Linked DNA regions of Zea mays: all the other regions are linked to region 3. A link is a contact called in public Hi-C data. All regions are on one chromosome and are shown on one strand. Each heading gives the region's core, a stretch centred on a gene start, on an enhancer-like site or on the middle of the called end of the contact. The rest is flanking DNA. Distances are from core to core; before and after follow the strand shown. Region 1 holds the start of LOC100285918. Region 2 holds the start of LOC103636400 (phospholipase A1 EG1, chloroplastic/mitochondrial). Region 3 holds the start of LOC100273328 (acid phosphatase/vanadium-dependent haloperoxidase protein).

Evidence for each region. A called contact is a pair of places that touch in the nucleus more often than the background predicts.
Region 1: a Hi-C map of ear shows a contact between it and region 3, with 1.7 times the contacts expected there. The contact joins the promoter of LOC100285918 here to the promoter of LOC100273328 in region 3. A contact is called at or near these places in 3 of 25 Hi-C or Micro-C datasets (ear and leaf).
Region 2: a Hi-C map of bundle sheath shows a contact between it and region 3, with 3 times the contacts expected there. The contact joins the promoter of LOC103636400 here to the promoter of LOC100273328 in region 3. A contact is called at or near these places in 6 of 25 Hi-C or Micro-C datasets (bundle sheath, ear, leaf and 1 more).

Annotation. Positions count from the first base shown.
Region 1 is chr8:170,311,479-170,314,729 of Zm-B73-REFERENCE-NAM-5.0, forward strand. It overlaps LOC100285918, which reads right to left and starts at 1,645. Exons shown (of 16, transcript NM_001413825.1): 1 at 1,460-1,645; 2 at 1,169-1,379. The coding sequence starts at 1,327.
Region 2 is chr8:170,286,813-170,289,877 of Zm-B73-REFERENCE-NAM-5.0, forward strand. It overlaps LOC103636400 (phospholipase A1 EG1, chloroplastic/mitochondrial), which reads right to left and starts at 1,451. Exons shown (of 1, transcript XM_008658755.4): 1 at 1-1,451. The coding sequence starts at 1,367. The coding sequence ends at 6.
Region 3 is chr8:170,027,041-170,030,253 of Zm-B73-REFERENCE-NAM-5.0, forward strand. LOC100273328 (acid phosphatase/vanadium-dependent haloperoxidase protein) reads left to right here and starts at 1,395. Exons shown (of 5, transcript NM_001147769.1): 1 at 1,395-1,967; 2 at 2,667-2,823; 3 at 3,056-3,106. The coding sequence starts at 1,822. It overlaps LOC100382312 (Protein PLASTID TRANSCRIPTIONALLY ACTIVE 10), which reads left to right. Exons shown (of 12, transcript NM_001398735.1): 12 at 50-722. The coding sequence ends at 443.

The DNA.
Region 1 (3,251 bases), core at 395-2,894, 280 kb after region 3:
TAGCAAACAGAAAATGAAAGAATATGCTTATTATGCCATATACGATTTTGTTTAAAATACTAGGGCGGAACCATATACTCCATCCCAATACTCAGACATATGGTACTTAGAAAAATGGGGGGTAGAATGAATTCACTATTTAATGATTGATATCATGTATTGATCACGATAATGAAATCTTCTCCTAGCAATAGCAAATGAAATTAGAACTAGTGCTAGCAGCATTGCAGGAGACACATCCAAATTTCCGTGTGTATTCTCACAAATCTGAAAAGAAAAAAAAGGGTCACTGACCATAACCGCATGCAGCATGCACAGCTAGTAAAAACATAGTCCCAGAATTCTTCAACCGTCATATTGCCAAAATAATTTGGTTTTGTTTCAAAGATGCTCTAGGTTGGGATAGAGTTCCTATCAGTATGCAGGATGCTTTTGACAATTGGATACCTATGGGGAGTAGTGATTACCATACTAAGCTCTTCATGTTTTCTATAGTTCTATGGGGCATGTGGACGGTTAGAAATAAGATGGGGATCGAGAAGAATTTTCCAAGAAAATCTAATGAAGTATTCCATATATTTTTATGTTCTTGCAGAAGTGGTGCATTCTTCTAAGAGAACAGAGTGCCTGATATTTGGATGACAAGATTATAAGAATGAAGAATTGGTTGTAGGCTTTTTGGAAAAAAAACTAAAGAACTAGAGGTGGAGGGAGTCCTGTAGGCTAGTAGTTTTTGCTTCCAGTTGGTTCAGTTTCTTCATCTTTAGCCTTGTGGCAGTGGCGCTGTGTTGGTTCTGAGCTTGGATAGCTCTGTCTCCTGTTTTCTATTTATGTGCTTTTTGTAATCAGAATTCAGAAATCCCCAGCAAAGGTTGATAACACTTAGCTTTCTATAAAAGTCGGGTTTACTTCTGTCAACTCCCAGAATAATCGTAGCTCCTGACAACATTTTGAGAGTGTGCTACAGTCCAGCTAGCCAAATTCACATGGCAACAGACACTGAGACACATCCATGGCATTATAATTTCACCTTGCTACTCAATTCGCCTTCTTCATGCAGTAATCGTACCCATCAGGTGAAGTTCAACAATACTATTCAACACTCGGCGATTCAACACACAACGCACTGATCAAAACCGACCAAATGCAGATGGGAAGCATGCTTCACCTGGAGGCCGGCAAGGACGCAGTCGCCGGAGACGAGGAGCACGTTTAGCGCACGTTGCCGCGACGACACAGTGCTCCGGTGGCTGTCGTACGCTTTCGACACCGGCGGCGGCACCGGCACCTTCGCATGGCACACGCTGCATTCCACCTCCCCGTTCATTCCTGCCGCCGCCACAGCCTCAGGCTCTCCAAAACCCCACGGTTTTAATCAGCTGCGCCTCAAAACGGCAGGAAAATCAGAAGAGAATCGGCAAAAATCGCGGGAAAAAACCAGGAGCGAACCGGGACAAACCAGGAGAATGATGGGAACTGGGAACCCTAGCCTCTGGTGCGCGCCCCCACCATGTGAGCTCGCGGGGACCGAGGCGATCGGGATTCGGAGCTCCTCGAAGGCGCAGTGGGCGAGGCCGTGAGGGAGAGCCGGAGAGGGACCGAGCCGAGGGAGAGCAATGCGGCAATGGGGAGCGGAGAGGGAGAGGGGACCTGAAAATGTACATATAATTTTAATTTTATAAATTATTCCTATGGAATATGCCACGGAACGAAAGAGTGAAGGACTGGAGGTCTTTTCTGCAAGATTTCGTTTTTCAGATAAACCCCTATATTCTAAAAGTATTTATTTTATCACTGATGGTCCTTGAAATGGAATATATTTGGTGCACATGGAAGTTGATGTACATTGTGCACATGTTAATTCATCACCATTTATTATAGATCTAATGTCTCTGGTTGCTTTGTATATTTTGCAAAAAACACCTTTCAATACTACCTCCACCATTTTATGTTGTTTTGCAAAATATAAGGAGCAACAAGAGACATTAGATCTACAAAATATGATTTAATATGTGCACCATATACACCATATATGTTCTTTTTTGTCATGTTTTATCCCTGTCAAACATAATGTAAGTAAGGATTGGATACACGATAGATTCTAAAATCTGGTTAGAAAATTTTAAAGAAACTAGCCCAAAAGATGAATTCATAGATGCTAGAGTGGAGGGTTGTTTGGGCTCCGTTAATTCTAAAATTTGAGGTAGACTACAATTTATCATAAAATTACAGTGATACCTTTAATGTTTGGTCATTATGCCAGTGCATTGCAGTAGGGTGAAGGGCATGACAGTCACTTAAAGTCCAAAAAATGTGAAAGCTATGTTTCTTTTATCTCCTCAGGTTATGGAGTCTACACTTCTTTAGATTATAAAAGTTGTGCATAAGTTAGGCATGTTTAGATCCCTAGCCAGATTTGGGAAGCTACCTTACATATAATGGAACACAAACAAGCCATGATTTTTCTAAGTGTAACTAGGGATACAAGTCAAAGTGTCGATAAACACATGAATAAGCGATTGTAAGTGGGTTATTGTAAAACCTACTTAGTGGGTGTTAGGTTTTAGAGACTAATTTCTAGTCCCTCCATTTTATTCTATTTTAGTCTATGAATTGCTAAAATAGAACAAAATGGAGGGACTAAAAATTAGTCCATAGAAACAAAAAAACCTTAGAAATAACCTATGTTCGAGTTCACTAGCATTTCCATCTGCATCCTAAGTGTCACTATTTACCACAAAACTAATATAGTTAAGATGACTAACGACCAACTAAAGCAAAATAAACAAATGTTCTAAGCCATTTTCATAGCTAGCTTATTTTCCTTTTTCTTTATTTGAAACCCAAACTAATACTAGTCTGCTATGTTTTGGTCGATTTTTTATTAAAAATAAGATTTTATTATTTCTAAGACATTACATCGTTGAGGCGTCAATAAGAAGTCTCGAGAAATAGTGAAATAAAGCATAAAAATAGAACATCACACACACTATAGGTTGAACCAAAGATTACTCGTGATCTGGTTGCATGCAGCATCCTTTATTGCTTGTAGCAAATTATACACAACACAAGCCTCCGAAATTAATGAGTTGACTATGTAGGCTTTCTTCAACAAATTTTCCTGTACATCTTCTCTCATCTGTATTTTTCAATATATTTTACTATCTCCCCTTAAAAAACTCTCCCCCTATATATAATTTATCTGACAACTTTCCCTATACGTTATAACTCAGTTAATTAACATGTATTTA
Region 2 (3,065 bases), core at 201-2,700, 260 kb after region 3:
CAGACTCAGATGAGCCCCAGAGTCTGCACCAGGCCGCCCATCTGCAGGGCGGCGTCCTGCCACGGCAAGGCGCCCGCGCGTTGCCGCCCCACGAACTCGACCACCTTCGCCAGAACGCCGCAGTCGCCGCGCCAGGCCGCGCCCGCCTTGTCGCCGCTCTTGAGCAATGCGACGTACGTGCCGAGGTCGTGGACGCTGGCCAGGTCGCCCATCCTGAAGAAGTCGAGGGGCAGCTCCACGCCGACGTGGGTGTAGCAGGAGGCGCGCCACGGGCGCAGCGCCTGCACCCCGGCCGTGGCCTCGTTGAGGAAGATGCCCGGGAGCTTGGTGATGGGGTCGTGGACGTTGGCCACGCGCAGCGCCTTGACGCCCAGCTCGTCGCAGCGGGCCTTGAAGGCGGCGTTCCCGACCCTGGGGCCGCCGAAGGAGAAGACGGTGACGGGCGCGCCGCGGTTGAGGCCCAGCTCCGCGAGGTCGTACGCGAAGAGCAGCGCCAGCGCGCTCCCCATGCTGTGCCCCGCCAGGGTGACGCTGACGTCCTCGCCTGCTGCGGGCCTGTCCTTGGCGCGCGACCCGACGAGGCGCGACACCTCGCGGAGGAGCTGCTCCCGGCAGCTCCCGGCGCCGCCGAAGCGGCACGTCGTGTCGACCGAGGTGTAGAGGCTGAGGAACCCCGACTCCACCTTGACGTCCGGGCGCGGGTCGCAGGGGTCCAGGCGCGCCGGCTCCAACGAGCTCATGAGGTTGGCCACCCACTCGGCGGGCGTCACGGTGCCGCGGAACGAGACAAGGACGTCGCGCCTGCCTAGCCGCCGCGTCATCTCGTCCGTGGACACGGCCACGTAGCCGATCCAGCGGCCGCGCCCGCTGGTGGACGGCTCCATGGTGGGCACCGCCACGTCGGACGCCGCGTAGACGTAGCGCGTGATCTCGTACCCGGCGCCGGCCATGCCCACCTCCTCCAGCAGCCGCCCGCGGCCGTACTTGCAGCTGAGGTGCCGGCGCGACGCCGGGTCCAGGTCGAACGCCTTGTAGCACGCGTGCACCAGCTCGCCGTAGCGCGCCACCTCGGCGCGCAGCACCGGGTGCGCCGCCGCCGCCGGATCCAGCAGCCCCTGCCAGTCGTCGCACCCCTGCAGCTGCCGCCACATGCCCGCCACCACGGGCGCCGTGCCCGTGGTGCTCCGCGCCCCGCGCCGTGGCCCCACTGCCTTCACCGGCGCGCACGCCGCGGCGACGCTGGCAGCCGCCGCGCGGCACCGGGCTCGCCGCTGCTGCGTATGCGCGGCCGTCGCTCCCCCGCATTGCTGATGAATCGCCGTCGCCGCCACTGCCGCTGCCGCCCTTGCGGTGGATGCCAAGGCCATGGTGAGCTAGCAACCTAGGCGCGCTGGTGTTGTTGGCGGTGGGAACGCGAAGACCATAGACGACGAGGAGGAGAGGAGGGGGAGAGTGTTGCATGGATGGAGCTAGCCGCGCGGGGAGCGGGGGCTTATAAAGAGAACAGGGTGTGGAAAGGAATTCACCTGTGGAGGCTTGCACGCATGTCGCAATCCCTCCAAATCCACCCGTAGTGTCACTGCTACAGGAGGGGAGGAAGTTGAGAGTTGAGACCTGAGAGGAAAGCTGCAGCGGCCGGGGCCATGCACGCCACGCCCACACGCGCGCGCTTTTGTCAATAACTTGGGTGGGGGGCACCGGCATCGGCACCGGCACCAGCAACACGCACGGGCACGGCGACCTGCCCCCCAGTGTTCTGGCATAATTGCGATCGGGTATGCACAAGCAAGGGCTAACCGCCATTAGGAGGGGTAATCTACTGGGATTTCAATTCGTGGAGAGGCCACAAAAGTGTGTTGTGAATTGTGATGATGTTGTTCGTCTCGTTTGCATTTTGGAAAGAAAAAAAGTCAGTTTGGCAAGTGATTGACCTTGACCATGGTGAGATGAATTGCAGGGGCTGCTGAACTCTGACATCTTCTTTTGCGTTTGGTTGGGGGTTGGTCGTGAGCTGAGATTAGGAGGAGATCCTCCCCCCGGCGGGGGATGGCCGTCATAATCACAGGGCCCCGACTAGGGCCAGACCACAGGCCGGATGTGACGGAATCTAAGGATTGTTGGATCATGTCGTGTGTTGGACCTGAAGCAGAGCAGGATAGGAAAATGTACTGGATACGCCTACTGCCTGCCCGCAAGCTGGTACTGCTGTCTGTCTGCTAGGAGACGGAGTACTCGGCACTGATCTCCTGCTGGCTGCACTGGGGTGGTTTCCCTTCCTTCCTAGTATACGAGACAGAACAGTTTGCAGTGTCAAAAGAGCAACCTTTCTGTCCTGAACCACGAAGGACGAAGGGAGTTCCGGGACATTCAGAATCTATAGCCGTCAGTCAGACTGCCTGCCTTGGAGGTTTCTACTGACACCAAACCAGGTATCTAAAATAACCTATGCCGAGAACTAGTGTAGGCCAATCTGATCTGAAGTTGACCAATCGGGCAATTAAGGTTGCCAGTTGGAAAGAAGGCCGATCGGACACCCATCCACGCCCCCCGCGGACGTGGCCGAACCGCGGCCGCGCGCCGTCGGCCCACGACGCGCACGCACGCACGCACCCCCGTCGGGCGTCACGGCGGCGACGTGGCCGCGCAGACCCAGCCTTTTGGGGCGATCGACGTGGACACGGCCCCCGGCGACCGGCGTCGGGGCTGGGTCTTGCTTCTTCCAGGACGTGTAGCGCCACCGATGCGATGTCGTCGTCCGACTTTCTCCTCCTCCTTCATACTATATACTCCCTCCGTTTCTTTTTATTAGTCGCTGGATAGTGCAAAATTGTACTATCCAGCGACTAATAAAAAGAAACGGAGAGAGTATATATATGCGAGTAATAATGGTCACCGGTGGTTTGGCGAGGGGTCAACGGCCCGTCTGTCGCCGAGTAGCAGCAGCGTCAGGCCGTCAGCGTTCTTTGTTGTTCATCCTCGCCTTTCGGCCATTAAATTGGGGCGATGCCTGGATCCAACAAGCCGAATAGTGATGTCTAGTGTGTTGCTGCTCGATGTGATCGAGC
Region 3 (3,213 bases), core at 145-2,644:
ACTGCGTAGTTTGGTAACTCCCTAATAAAGTTTTTTTTTTTATTTGCAGCCGGAAAGCGCTTGATCTTCCTATCGAAGAGCCCGGGCGATACGACGTGGACGAGACAGAGGTGTACGGGAAGGATTACTATGACCCAGAGAAGCCAATGTACCGGTACGACTACTGGGGCGAGCCCAAGAACACGGAGAAGACGAAGCTGGAGCGGGACGTGGAGCGCCACAACCAGCAGGTGGTCGGCGACGCGAAGAAGTGGTGCGAGATGTCGTACGACGACTACGTCCGCAAGAAGCTGCGGTTGGAAGCGGCTGAGGCGAGGGAAAGGCGGAGGAAGGCGGCCGAGGCGCAAGAGGACGAGCAGGAGTACGATGACGGCATGGACCTGGACCTGAAGAAGATGACCGATCCACGCGCCCCGCACAACCGGTTTTACATCACGAAATGAAAGGTTAGAGATAGTTGTTAGTTGTGCAAAAGGTTCGATTGCCTTGGTTGTTGTTGTTGGGCCACCGCTTCCGCCTATGGTGCAAGAGTTGGGGGCGCTTGATCAGGTCGTCTGACATTCTCCTTGTTGACCCAACCCCATTCCGATTGGGGCGACCTGGTCAAACGCGGGGGCGTGCTAGCTACGCTCAGTACAAGTATTCAGCATGGAATCTCCAGTATTTTATTCTAGAGAACATATCTTGTGTATATTGAAGTTTAGTGCACATGTTACATATATTAAATCAGTATCACTCATTTTAGATTTAGCATCTCTAGTTGTTTGATATATTTTGTTAAAGACACGCTCCGACATTGTGGGTAGTGGTGGACGATGTTATTTATAAATTGCAATGATCAACCATATAAGTTAGATTTATGATGGATGGTGATGATTTATCATGTGCACTATGTGCACTAAGCTTCTATGTACATGAGATATGTCCTCTTTATTCTATAGATGGTAGCTGCTGAAGTCTGAACAACTACAAATCCCTGTCTAGCCTGTGCGTGACGTCTTGTGCAAGTACTATGAACGCTGCGTGACGGGACGGCAAATATTCGCACAAGATTGATGGCCCCGGCCCGGAGCATGCAGTCATGCACCCACTATAGCTGGCCTGGATCTACCCGCCAGAACACTAGCACGGTGGCCGTTCGATTGTTGGGGAATAATTATGAGCTACATTGTTTTTCTAATTTATTTAAGTTTTGACCAACCTGAAAAATTACAGGGCCATTACTGGATAAACGAATAGGGCCTAAATAATTTGGACCAATGGCTGAAGCCTACCACGGTCCACGGCAGCTCTTGTTCCGTGGGCGCAAGTCGACCGATCGGCATATTCGCCAGCAGCGCAGGCTTCCATTTTGATGCCTCCCTCCGTCCCCTTCCGCTCCAATCAGCGGCCGAGCTGCTCCTCTCGCCCACGCCCGAGACCGAGAGGCCGCGCCGGCGCACCCAAATAAACCCGAGGAGTGCCTACCTGGCCTGGGCGCCTGGTTGAGCGGTAAACAAATCCGTGGGCGTCCTGCGGCTGCGATTAGAATAGAGTAGAATTCATCAGCGGGTCGCCGTCGCCATTGGCGCGGTGCGTGTGCGAGCCCGAGCCGTGCGAAGCAGGTGAGGCGAGGGGACAGACGGGACACGGGAGCGAAGCAAAGCGAAGGAAGGAGTTTCCAGTGAGCGCGGATCGCGGAGGCGGTTTATATAGCCGGAGGGCGCGCGCTCCGGTCCGCTAACGTCCTGCAGGGAGGGAAGGGCAGGATTAGGCAGGGCAGCGCCGCGCCGGCCGGACCGCCCGCCCGCCCGCCCGTCCACGAGCCACGGACTTTCGGCCATGGGGGACGCTGGCGCTGACGCCTCCTCCTCGCCGCCGCCGCCGTCCGGGTCCTTCTCCTACTTCGCCGTCTTCCGCAACTACCCCCTCGTCGCCGCCCTGCTCGGCTTCGCCGTCGCCCAGTCCATCAAGTTCTTCGTCACACGGTACGCCCCTCGTCCGTCCCCGTCCGGTATGTTTGGGTCTGGAGATCGGGCGCGACCGTGGTCGGATCGGATCGGATCCTCATGCGGTTTCGGCGGTCAAAGCTGCCTCATGGCATTGCTTCGACTGTTCCTTATTCTGGACGTCCGAAACGACCTTAAGAATTTCTCCTAGTTCTAATACATCTAGAGGAATGAATGAACGATGATAGACTGGGAATGTAATAGCATCGTATATGGTAGGTTTGCTTTCGTTTCTCGACGGTTTTGGTGAGTTGAGCTCGAAGCAAATGGAGTTGGCCTTGATCCGGTCAGACTATGTACTAAGAATTGTCCACAGTGGTTGTTCTGTGAAACCAATGAAGATGAACACAGAGTCCGCATTGTGTTTATACATGAGAATGGTTTGTCTTATAACAGTGCAGTTTTCTTGATGTTCCTCTTGTAACCCCAGCTAAGGATCGGAGGTTCATTTATGCTTTCTAATAAAGCTGGTCTGGGCCTGTGATCTAAAAAACAATAATCATGCATCAAGGTCTCTTGCTTCTTTTCTCATATTTTTTTTTCCACGGTTCTTATGTGGATTGATACACCCCTCCCTATAAACTTTATGGAAGATCGCGGTTCATTCTAGTCTGAACAGGCGTTTATACAGTTCCCGTGCTGCAGTAAGTTTGATCTCTTCTTGTTTTTTAAACAAAGGTACAAGGAGAACAGATGGGATCCCAAGCGGCTTATCGGCTCGGGTGGCATGCCGTCATCACATTCCGCCACGGTTACAGCACTAGCAGTAGCAATTGGATTCCAGGATGGCTTTAGCTGCTCCCTCTTTGCAACAGCAACTATATTTGCAAGCGTGGTAGGCTATCAGTTCTCCATTCCAACCCATGTTCCTTCTGAAGAGCACAAGAGGTTTTACTTCTTCAATCTTGATTGAAAAAAAAACTGGTCATTTATATTGTTGTCGCTTGGATGCAATTTTCAGCCTTGTTGGACGTTATTCTGTTGCGTGTGGGCATATTGTGCACACGTTTATGCTGACTTCCTCCAATTTTTGAGGTCTCACGAATTTATTTTTTGTGACTTGGCAGGTAATGTATGATGCTTCTGGTATCAGACTGCATGCTGGAAAGCAAGCAGAGGTACGTAATAATTCTTTGCGTGCCATCTGTACTGTTGGTTCAATAGCCTTTCTGTATCGTTACAACCTTGTGATAGCTCTCTATGTATTATGGTAACAATTTGTGTG